Regions from separate parts of the Zea mays genome. Here region 1 is linked to region 2. Evidence: chromatin contacts called from public Hi-C data. All regions are on one chromosome and are shown on one strand. Each heading gives the region's core, a stretch centred on a gene start, on an enhancer-like site or on the middle of the called end of the contact. The rest is flanking DNA. Distances are from core to core; before and after follow the strand shown.

Region 1 (5,884 bases), core at 2,908-5,407, 530 kb before region 2:
TCTGCACAGTTATTTTTTAAATCATCCAACAGATTGACCCCAGCTCCAAATAATCTTCTTCTAAAGATTAAGGAGTTACAGTTGTCTCTTAAGGCCCAATTCACATTTATCTCTTTATTAAGAGATAACTCAAAAAGTCTTTTGTATCTCATGGATAAAGGTTCATCACCACACCACTTATCCAACCAAAAACTAGTAGAGACACCATTTCCAATTTCCATTTTTCTGTTTTTACAATATTCCTGCTTACAGTCCATGAGGCCTCGCCAAAATTGAGAGTCTCCTTGTTTTTTTATAATCCTAAACAAACATGCTCTTAGTTTACTAATAATAGCTAATTCTGGTTTTGATTAGTGACATCAATAGTACTCGCATTACAACTTTACTGACCTCTGAGTTATATTACTTTTCTCTCATAGATGGACGATCCAATACAAGCAATTGGGACATACAATATATCGGAGAAGCCACGTTCTGGCCTTTGCTAGTGCAGATGTATGCATCAGGCTTTTTGAGCATACCATCTATTTTTTTAGGGTTGGTCGGATATGAAATTAATAATGTTTGTTGAGCATAACTTTATGTGATTTTTTTACAAGTTTAAGCTCAATTTCATATTCCTATATCCCAACCAGGACACCATAATTGCTTAGTACTCTTCACTTTATGCTTTATAATATCCCAGGTTCTGGAGAAAGTTATTCAACTTTATTTAGTGCCAGTTGCTGAATCCTTATTCTATATAATGCATCCTCTCTTGGTAGCTGAACTGGGTTTTTTTTCAAATGAATCAGGCACCACAAGGCAAAAGAAGCTCAGGTGAGAATGTTGTGATGGTTGATCCACTGGAAGCTAAGCGCCTAGCTGCTAAACAAATGCAAGAAATTAGGGCCAAAGAAAAGCTGAAGGTGCATTGTTGCTGTATTGGAGTGTATCATTCCTTAGACTAAATCAAATAATCAATCATATATGCTAATAGATGGAACCTTCGTAGTAAGGAAAAGTGGAAAACATATACCTTTTGTTTGGGCCAATTGTTGGTGCTGAATCGTTGTTTCAGAAAACTGGAAACAGAACTAGGCTTTTCCCTGTTCATGCTGTCCTGCAATATGAGAACGAGAAACACCATTGTAGTATTTGTTTGGTCGTAATTTTGTGTTCCGGAGCTGAATCGGAACGGTTCCTAGGTGTCAAATGCACCCTAAATTAAAAAAATCTACCTGTGGTGGAAATTATAGCTCATAAGAGAGATGCTGAAATTCATTTAGTGAAACATATATGTTTATTTTATTATTTCACTAATGTATGGTCTCCACTTTCTGTTAACAAATAGTTATTTAATCATCCATTAATTGGTGTCTGTTTGTCCTGGAGAACATCATCTGCTGCACTCCCCTCTGAATCCCAATATCAGTCTATATTATATATTGATGCTTCATTGTGTTTTCTTACTCTTCAAATTTGATCCGAATCACTGGTCTGTTGTGTAGAGGCGCCGTCAAGCAGAAGCGATCAACGGGGCATTGGCAGTGATAGGACTCACGGCTGGATTGCTAGTGGAGGCTCAGACAGGAAAGGACATCTTAGGGCAGGTACATAAACCAAATGTAGTAGAAATTCAGTTTTTAATATATACAAACTTTTACCATAACCAATAAACATAGCTTGGAAATGTTAAAATGGACAGCAGTAATGTCTGATACTAGATAATTATTTACTTAGAAACCAGAATGTTAATTACTGCTGTTTCGCGCTACTGATATGTGATCGTGTGCTCATCCATTTCTGCAGCTAGCTGGATATCTGACGGCTATTTCTAGTTTATTTGGGCAATAACACTGGACCATGGTTGGAGATTTATTTTTCACGTTCCACGGCCAGGAGAGGTCTTATCTGAATCTTATTTGATGGATCCACCCAATTTTTTTGGGAGCTGATCCCAGATGGATGTGGAATAGCGCACCCAGACTTGTATGTTGATCAAGCACGATAGCATGGGCTGAACATTAGTATTTCTATGTAGCACATCAATTTCTGACGATAGCGCCTGCTAAAGAGCAGTTCTATTCATACTCAAATGTGAAATGTTGAAGTCTTCGAGAAATCTTTTCCTTCTTCTGCCCAAACCATTAAGCTGATGGCACATTGGCACCTGCAGTGGATTGATGAGTCTCGCTAGCGTGTGACTTCATCTTGCCATGAAAATGTGAGTACCTTAGAGCATCTCCAACCGCTCAAGTTAATATCCCTATACCTACGGATTGGGTCTTCCAAAAAAATCTTTAGTACCTAAAGAAGTCTCTACTCCAATAGCTTCCTTTAATTTCCCTAAAAATTGGTAGCGGACAGCGGCATGGGGGGACTCATTCATAGTCTGCAGGCGGGCGCGGAAAGTGTGCCTGGTAATGAACGGGAAGAAGACGCTCTCATCTGTTGGGAGATGTAGAGCAGCCACTTGCACTCGACGTCCTGGATGGCGCGCACCGCAAGCTCGTTGAGCCGCTCGCCAAAGCACGAGGAGCAGTGGCGGTCTTACATTTTAGTGGCCCGGTCCGAGGCAAGTTTTAAACTAGAGGCCTTTCTAATTATTTTTTATATATACATGTTATCCAATATATATATCTAAAAATATTCATATTAAATAACAAATAAATAAATAAGTACATATTACAGTATAATCTTAAAATTTTATTCTAACATGTTTGAATATGATCTAGATATGAATATATCGTAGTTGTCAACTCTTCAATACTATACTGTTGAACTATTATGCCATAAAGTTATAGTCTAGACAATATAAGTATATATTTAGGGTTGGGCCTTTTGAAATCGGGGGCCCGGAGCGGTCGCCCCTCTGCCACACCCACAGGGTTGCTCCTGATGTAAAGCCCAAAATTTATATATAAAAAATAATAAAATAAATAAAAAAATAAATAAGGGATAAACACTATTTTTTTTATATAAACTTTTAGCTTGACTGCATACGAAGCCAGGCGTGTGTTGCATATTGAAGATATTTTTTAAATAAATAGACAATAAACTTTTAACTTTGAATAAAGTGCTCACTTATTTTATTAAAAAATATGAAAAAGGGTCCTTAATGATTTAATTGTGTGATTTATTCTTAATTAAGTCTACATGTTTTGAAGCATTTGCTTAGACAAGTAAAATAATATATATATATATATTCTATACTTGCATCATGTTGGGTCTCTTGTTTTGTTTATATTTAAAATGCTAACTCAGATTCAAATTTATTTGAAATAGAAAATAGGAAATAGAAATGGAAATAGAAAAGGAAAATAAAAAGAAAAGAAAGAAAACTCGCCTCGGGCCGAAACCCTACCGCAGCCCACTAAATCCCACACTGCAGCCAACTCGCGCGCGCAGGTTAATCCCCACTACCTCTGGCGCGCGGGTCCCGCTGTTCAGCTTCACTGGGCATGCTGCATCCACCTTCGATCACCGACGAGTGGACCCCTAAAGTCAGCTTAGTCTCATCGTAACAGAATCCCCATGGCAGAACAAACCAGGGTCGCCATGGCCGAGTGCCCGACGATCTCGCGGGTGGTTTTCTCGCTCGAATTTCGGGGCTAGCAGATATAAATCCTGAAGCGCCCTGCCCCTTTCCCCTCGTCATCTTCATCACGGAAAGCACCACGAGCTGGGAACTCGCTCAAGGAGGATCCCCTGACCGCGCCGCGCATAATCTCGTTGAAAGGGGCGTCTTCGGGGCTGGATTTGTGGCTCTGGGGAATCACTAGGTTGAGTAGAAGATATACAAAGCATCGGCATCCATGGGGAAGCTTCGGATTTGGCGCAATTGCTCGTCGTCGACATAACGCCGCCGCGGGCCGCCCTGTGTCATGGACGATGCTCCTGTGCACGTCATCCACGGTGAGCTCCTTCCCGGTTGCTTCGCTATTGATGCCCGCTTTAATTTTTGACCTGCCATAGGGTTAATCATGCCCGGGAATGCTATATTGGGGTGCTCCGGTGAGCTCCCTGGCTTGGGCTGGGATGCCACTGCTCGGCCTCGGTCGGGTGGTGGAAGAAAGCCCTAGGGCCGTTGGATTCGTAAGCGACGATCAGGATTAGATTGCGACCTCATTCAATCTGGGCCATCAAACTGATGTGGACGGTTAGGATTCGATTACAACATAGCCCGTCATTCGGTGTGATCGCAGCCGCTAGTTGTGTATCGAACGGTCGAGAATAGATCATAGAATAACTGTTCGGTTACATTGGTTCCTGGCCATCGAATCTCTATCTGATGGTTAATATTGCGTACCGGTTCAATTATGTGATGGCTTTTGATATGGGCCCTCGGTTCTGGATCGGCCGGATCTGGTTATCCCGTACCCTTTTCGTCGTGGCAAGTTTACTGAAAAGACCCCATAGAACCCTATAAACAACCTGCAGTCCACACTGTGGGGAATCCTGAGTCTGGGGAAACATTGCTAGTTAGCCCCTGTAGTTTCTGATAATTATGCGCCTAGTCCAGTGACTTAGGAAAGTAGGAAAAACAATATAGAAAATACTTTTCTAAGCACAAAAATAATTCTAGAACTTGTGAAATTCATAGTAAATTCATTTTAACTCCAAATTGAGTCATTCCAGTTGCAATAATTTTGTATTAATATTTTTTATCACCTAGTACCTTTGTTTAACCATGAAACTTGAATTAAAATTGTTCATTAGGATTAATCTATTCTAAGCACTAAATAATTTCGGAAATTCATAACATAATAACCGTAGCTCCGAATTTAATGGTTTTTGTTTCTACGATCTCGTAGCAACGCATAGAATATTATTACGCAGTTTATTCTTATGTTTGGTGTGATGTTAATTCTGCCTATACCATGTTTGTTTGTATTGCTACGACTAGCGCGAGGTTATGAGCCACCTAAAGAGCAAGTTGGTACCTGGAATCTTAAGTGCCAGGCAAGTTGTGCCCTTGATCACTTCTTTTTACCCAGTCATGTTCTTATTAATCATAATGATCTGCATAGGTTAATTTTGATGGGACCCAATAGGTTACCCTAGATTTTGACTATCTTTATACCTTGTTTCACCACTGATTTTACTACTAATTTTTTTGGTAGTACATGCTATTGCTTTATGTGGTTTTGGGTATAGAGATATTTATTACTCATGATTACACTTTTTATTATATGTTTATTATTTACTGTTCATGATAAGATCATTATGTTAATGGGAACATGGAGAACCACCCGGGAAAATAGTGCTACCATAAGGGTTTAATGGGACGCCCTTGGCTAACTAACTAGGAAAGCTAGTAGAAGACTACCTTACCTGAAAGGGGCAAGGGCAGTAGGGGAGTGGTAAGTGTAGGGAGGTCCTCGAGTTGATTTTGCTGCGATGGCGATCACGCGAGGTATTCCTGCAATGGAGCTTCCTATAAACTATAGCAGGTTTTTGGAAGCTAGTGGAACTTTGTAAAGGCCTCGTAGTGTTACCCTGCCTCGCCTCCTTGGTAGAGGTATATGGGATTGGCCGTCTCTTGGCAAATGGGTAACATGAATTGTGGGTAAAGATGCGCAACCTCTGCAGAGTGTAAAACTGGTATACTAGCCGTGCTCACGGGCATGAGCAGCTCGGACACTCACATGATTAATTTATGGAACTTAAATTAAATTTGTCATATGCATTGCATCGCAGGTGTTGTTATTACTTTTGTACTACTACTTAATTGGGTTGGTATTTACTTATACTTAGTAATTACTAATAAAATTTTGACCAACTTTAAAAGCTATGCTCAGCTTCAGCCATCCTCTTTGGTAAGCCTTACACTTCACGTGAGCTCCCACCTTTGGCGAGTTCATGCACATTATTCCCCACAACTTGTTGAGCTAAGAACGTA
Region 2 (6,551 bases), core at 252-2,751:
CATATCTCAGCAAGTTGTGGGGAATAATGTGCATGAACTCACCAAAGGTGGGAGCTCATGTGAAGTGTAAGGCTGATCAACAAATAAGGGTTAAAGCTGAGCATTGCTTTTAATAAGTTGGTCAGATTTTATTAGCAGTTACTAAATGTAAGTATATACCAAACTAGTAATAGATCAAAGTTAATAATAAAACCATAATGCGATGCAAATGACAAATTGAATTTAATTCCATAAATTAATCATGCAAGAGTCCTGAGCTGCTAATGACCGCGAGCACGACTAGTATACCAGTTTTACACTCTGTAGAGGTTGTACCCTTTACCCACAAGTCATGTTACCCATCTGCCAAGGGGTCATGAATCCCATACACCTCTACCAGGAAGCGAGGCCGGGTAACACTACGAGGCCTTTACAAAGTTCCACTAGCTTCAGAAAACCCGCTACAGTTCTAGGGAGCGCAATGCAGGAATCCCCCGTCTGAAAAGCCATCGCAGCAAAATCAACCCGAGAACCTCCCCACACCGATAACTCCCCTACTTCCCTTGCCCCTTTCGGGTAAGGTAGACCTCCACTAGCTTTCCTAATTAGTCAGCAAAGGGCGTCCCATTCCACCCTTGTGGTGGCACGTGTTTCTCAAGTTAAGCTCCATGTTCCTATTAACATAATAGTCTTATCATGAACAAAATAGAATAACAATAATAAATCATGACCATGTGTAATAATTATCTTAACACCCAAAACCACATATAGCAATAGCAAAGACTATCCAAAAGTTCAGGGGTAAACAAGGTGTAAAGATAACCAAACTAGTGTGACCTATTGGGTCCCATCAAAATTAAGCCTAAGCATGCCAAAATGATTATAGAGAACATTATTGGGTAAATAAAAGTGGTCAAGGGCATAACTTTCCTTCAACGAGCTCCTGCTCAAAATTTTCCACATGCTGAGCACCTGGGTCCTCGATCACTTGCTCGACTACTCGTAGCAACACAAACAAACATGGTATAGCATAAATTAACATCACACCAAACATCAGAACATAATGCATGATAATAATCTATGCATCGTAACGAGATTGTAGGTTCAAGAATCACTAAATTCGAAGTTATGGATAACAAGTTATGATTTTTCGAAGTTTTTAAGTAGTTGATACAGGATAAACTAAGTGGACAAATTTAATCTATGTTTCATGATAAAACAGAGTTACTAGGTGATAAACAATATTAAAATAAAATTATTGCAACTGGAATAGATTAAAAAGGAGTTAAAACGAATTAGTTATGAATTAAATAATTTTCTAGAATTATTTTTATACTAAAAAACTTTTTCTAGTTGATTTTATTAAATCTGCAATTTATTTGGACCGCGCGCACAAAAACGTGAAAGGCCAGGGGTTGATTTGTAAGAATCCATGGTTCAATTGTAATTACTCTACACTGCACGTAGACGGTGGATTTATATCGAGAAAGATCAGGGTGTCTTTAGCAAAAGAATTGGCCGAAGGGGTATCCTGGAACCCTGGTCGTCCGATCGAAACTCGACGGCCGAGATTAAATCTATTCCTCTCCGTGAACTGGTTTATCACACCGAGCGCCCGCACGAAGATCGATGGCCGAGGATTTCCCGCGACAACAACTCTCTCCCGACCATATGATCACAGATCCATGGCCCCGATTTAAAACGAAGGGGTAACCTAAGATCTAACCGTGGCCACCTGAATCTAGATCAAGGGCCAGCATAAAACCCTCCCCAAATCCTCATAGCTAACCGAACCGGCGACGGCGCACACCGGCAAACGGCGGAGCCATGGCCAGAGATCCCGTTCCGGTACCCTGGATCCCAATTTCCCCACCCCGCGAGACGATTCATGGCAAAGAAAAGATGGTGAACTCCCACCACTAAACTTCTACCGCGGGTTTTAACGCATGGGCCCTGTCCCCTAATGGCCCAGCCAACGGCGCCAATCAGCGTGGTGGTCGCAGCTATTCTGGTACAGAGCACGAGGCGAGAAGCGCCATTTGATTCTTAGATGAACGACGAATCGAGTAGAGGCCCATACCAGGAATCCCGGGTGGAGGTGAATTCAAGCAACATGCAGATGGGGCTTTGCTTCGACGCCGACGAGGAATTGACACCCAATGGGTACTACTCCATGCCCAACACCGATATAATCTTGCTCTACGCGCTGCGGCGAACTCTGTTGGCTGGATTCGAGGTCGCAATAACGGCAAAACCCAAGCGCAGCGACGGTGGCACCGGCGCTCTATTTCTCTCAGTCCCTCCGCACGACGCTAATTGGTGAAATGAGGAGAAGAGGAGAGGGGGTCGTCCACTTATCTTGCGGCGAAGCCAATGGCAAGAGGATCTCGCCCGACGGTTATGCCAGCTGGAACTGCGGAACGGCGGTTATAACGCCCACAACACCGGCGATGCGGACACGGAGACCCGGTCGCAGCTGATGGATGACGTGTGGGACCCGGTGGACAGAGAGCTTAGGCAACGGATGGCGCAGGCGCTGACAGACCTGGCCCATACGTCAGTGCGCGGTTGAACTTGGCGAGTGGGGCTCGCCAGTCAGTGCAGGTGCTAGGAGCGCGCTGTTCAGTCGGGCTAGCTGGGCCGTGCGAAAGACTAGCCAGTTGGGCCGGCCGACCGGATGTGGCCCAAGTGGAGTTCTCAGTTTTTCTTTTTCCTTTTCTGATTTCTTTTCTTTCTATTTTTAGATTTAGATTTCAAATTTGTTGTAAAATTCATACTTAGATTAAATGTGCAAATTAAAAATACTAGTATGGAAAGGATATATTTATTTATATATGTGACAGAACCTGTCAAGTCATTAGGCCCACCTACAGTTGTCCTTGTCCAACGGACCTCAAACAACCCTGTAGGTGCACCTGATCACTTGACAAGTTCTGTATCTGTATTCTTTACCTTGCCCAAGAGCGTTTCACCAGTCACGTAGATATTACAACACATCGAAGGTACGAATATGTGGAAGAAGTTACAACAACTTATTTTATATTAAAGTATAGAAAGAGTAGTATTATTACAGACCAGAGCAAATATAAGAGTGCTGGAGTAATATTATTACATAACTTGGGAGGCAAAAACCCCTCCCGATAAACAGTAAAAAGTTTTTCTTAAAGGAGGACACTTCCTCTCGAGGCTTCAGTCTTGGTTTTCTTCCTTTGGCACCACCTTGGAACAAAAGCAACAAAAACTTGCTGCTTCCTCAACTAAAACAACATGGGACAAAGCCCTGAGTACGAAGTGTACTTTCGCAAGTCTTACCCGTCAAAATAAAAAGACTCTCAAGGATATGCTGGCCTTTGGGAATCAAGGTATGGCTTATCAATAATCAAGGCTCTGTTTGTAGAAATGCTTACTAATAGTGGATCCTTAAAAGTCTAGTTTTATTAGCAAGTTGAGTCATTACCTGAGTTCTAGAGTTCTTTCTACCCTAGTTCAAGCACTTGACCTATACTAGCCAATTTCTTATTAACCCTTCTTGTTCACTGGATTGCTACGTGTAGGGCAATGACCAAGTCTTCATGTTCGAGAAGTAACGGCGATCCAAACGAATCGATTAATAGCCAGCTGGGGATCTTCGATCACACGACATATGTAGCACTTAACCCTTGCATATGTCAACTCGCCACCGGGGTTCTTAAGACCAGATCAGGTTCACGCCAACCGAGAGCACAAATACACCATCGTCCAGCCTCTTGCCAAGGAGGGTACACGCTACTGTCACCATCTCTTCACTCCCATTGCGTGTTATCTTATTCTGGTATTAGTCTGCCCGAGGCAAAGCTTACCCATGACGAGGCATGTGACCAGTTAAAAGGTCCTCGATCATCAAGCCTACATCGAGACGGTCCTTAATCGACTCAGACGGAGACACTACACCGAGACTCTCCTCTCGTGCAAGTCACTCGCCCGGTCTCAGCTTTATCATTTCAAACCCAAAGTTTGGTACCTGGTAGAGGTACATCTTTTCTGATGTTCAACCCATCATGGCCATGATGGATCCACCATCAAGTTTTATTTTTGAAAACACCCCACCCACTTGAAGCATCATCTTTTGTCAAAACAAAACATTTTGTTTTTCTAGAGCAAAGCTAAGCATAAGAAAAACCTTTTTGTAAAACAGGGGATTAAGGAAAAGTAATCAAATCCTCAAGGAAGGAAATGCAGCAACTGGTTTAGCACACACTCCTATCACCTAATGCATCAAGCAAGTGAGAAAGATTTTAAAATAACAAGGAGGTGGCAAATGCACCGGGGCTTGCCTTGTGTTATAGGTGAGTCAGGCTCTGCTCCACAGATGTCAAAATAAAAGCAGTTCCCTGCCTGAGGTTCTTCAGGTGGTGTAGCCCTTGCTTCTTCAACTTCCATATCTTCCTCGTTTTCTATATATAGCATATATAATCATCAATGCTCATGTAATGCTCATGAAAATGCAAAGACAATAAAATTATATTATCTAATGTCTTGAATATAATTTTCCTTCACGGATCTCCAGGAAACTAGGGTTTTCGGAGTCAATAGTGAAGTTCATAGGCAGAAGACTAGGGTTTTGGGTTCTAGGTACCAAACATGGTCCAAATCATGCCAAACTTTACCCAGGGCTTCTAAATAATATTTAAGACTTATCTAAAACGTTTGGTGATTTTTGAAATTATTAATTAATTTCTAAAATTCCAGGGGTATGAGTTTTGGCTATTTTAAATACTCCATAATTCCCTATTTGGAATAAAAATCCTAAAACTATTTTTATTAAATACTATAGAAAATCAGGAGCCTAGCAAAATTGGTCTGATATTTTTAGCATTTTCCTATAGTTTCTTATGGATTTCTAAAGCTTGGAAGAAAAGAAAAAGGAGAAAACTTTGAACAGTTCGGGGCTGAAACTGGCCCAATACAGCCCACGCCCAGGCGAAATGCGTCGCGCGCGCGCCCGCGTTGGCGGTTTTACACAGAAGACCTCAGCTTTTTGAATAAGCGGTAAATAACCCCGAGCACTATTTGTTTGTCTCACTGACGTTTGCACCAAGACCCCCGAAGTTCTATTCCTTCGCAACACCAGGTCCACGATGGTGGTCGGCGACGAGCACGTCTCCGGTGAGCATATACTAGCCGGAATATGCCAAGACCAGACCCCTAACTTAGCCGGTACCGAATTCTACCCTCGGCGACACTAACCCCTCAATCAATCGCACTAATCCGGGTCGGAGCACGCCAGTTCACGATGACGACAAAACTCGAGAAGAAGCTACGGTGTTCCGGGCAATTCGGTACGGTCTAGTTCAATCAATCGAGCCTACAAGCAACAGGAGATCTTAGATATGCTAGAACATTCAACATAGGGTTACGAATCAACCTGGAGCAGGCTGGCCACGGTGAGCTCACACCGCACAGTGTTCTTGGTTGATTTGGGGGAAATCCCAAATTGGGGCTTGCTGGTGAGCAATTGGAGGCATGGCTTGGTGGGTTGGGTGCTTGACTACCTTACGGACCCGACGGCACACTCAATTTATAGGCCCCGGGGGCGGTGGCCTGTGAATTTGGAGTTGGCGCGGTGGCGACCGGAGAAGGAAGAGGTCACTAGTGGCGCAATCGTGGCGTTCACTGGTGCAGTGGTTTAGAGAGGGTAGGCCTAAGTGTGCCACGGTTACTACCGCGTAGTGAAGAGTCACGGCGTGGCATAATTGAGGTCGCCGGAGTGTCCACGACGACACTGGTGGTCCGGCCACGTCGCAACGGCTACAGGCACGGTGATAAGCTTCCCATGCGACCCTATCTGCCTCCCCGCGAGATCTTTCACCTCCCCGTGAATATCCACAGCGTGCCCGGCACGAATCCCGGCGACCGGCGCAAATCCGGACGCGCGGATCACCGGCGGCGAGGTACCCTGAATCTATTGATATTTGTGTGGCACTGTACCATTGAAGATCTGATTCAGAGCGCCTGGCCGAGCAACTTGTGACGCCAAGATCTTGGATTTTTGCGTGAGAATGTGTTAATCTCTCTGTAACAAATTTGTAGTTCAACAATCCTTCTTTAATTTGACTATAGCAACTATCCTCAATCGAGCACTAGATCCTACCCAAACTTGATCCCAAAGTTCGGCCAGTGGCACTAGTGGCCATGTTTCAGTTTCAAAATTGACTGACAACCCAACTTTGTGCTTAATTTTATCCAATTTCTATTCAGCACCAGTGCTAAGTCACTTAATCAAACTTGTTCTCCCATGATAGCTCTACAACTTTGCTATGTTGACTTTGAGCAAAAACTTCAAGAATCCTGAGATGTAGGGCTCCAAAGTCAGCCTCAATCATCTGTATTTCAGACTTAACCATATGATCACTAGAGTGGCCTTTTTGCATTTAGGCCCAAATCTCATGGTTTCTTTTGTAAATCTTCAAATATGTGAACCACATGACTTAAGGTACCCTAATTCCATGGTTTTTGCACTTAGGTCTAAAAGTGTGCAAAATTTACATATAACCCCCTAGAGTTTCAGTCCAGGGTTTTCTAGGGATCTATTT

What was found. A called contact is a pair of places that touch in the nucleus more often than the background predicts.
Region 1: a contact with region 2 is called in a Hi-C map of ear, with 2.1 times the contacts expected there. The contact joins two enhancer-like sites. A contact is called at or near these places in 2 of 25 Hi-C or Micro-C datasets (ear and endosperm).

The regions. Positions count from the first base shown.
Region 1 is chr4:140,989,039-140,994,922 of Zm-B73-REFERENCE-NAM-5.0, reverse strand. LOC100193062 reads left to right here. Exons shown (of 5, transcript NM_001138228.2): 2 at 420-495; 3 at 795-908; 4 at 1,491-1,592; 5 at 1,792-2,134. The coding sequence ends at 1,836. Among protein-coding and RNA genes, the nearest start is that of LOC100193062, 4.7 kb to the left of the region's middle. Within about 2 kb of position 4,157, at least 17 of the 20 cell types and tissues checked have an H3K27ac peak or open chromatin away from gene starts, as enhancers often do. A contact at or near this core is called in ear, where this site is marked.
Region 2 is chr4:140,450,876-140,457,426 of Zm-B73-REFERENCE-NAM-5.0, reverse strand. No RefSeq gene overlaps it. Among protein-coding and RNA genes, the nearest start is that of LOC103655549, 39 kb to the right of the region's middle. Within about 2 kb of position 1,501, at least 17 of the 20 cell types and tissues checked have an H3K27ac peak or open chromatin away from gene starts, as enhancers often do. A contact at or near this core is called in ear, where this site is marked.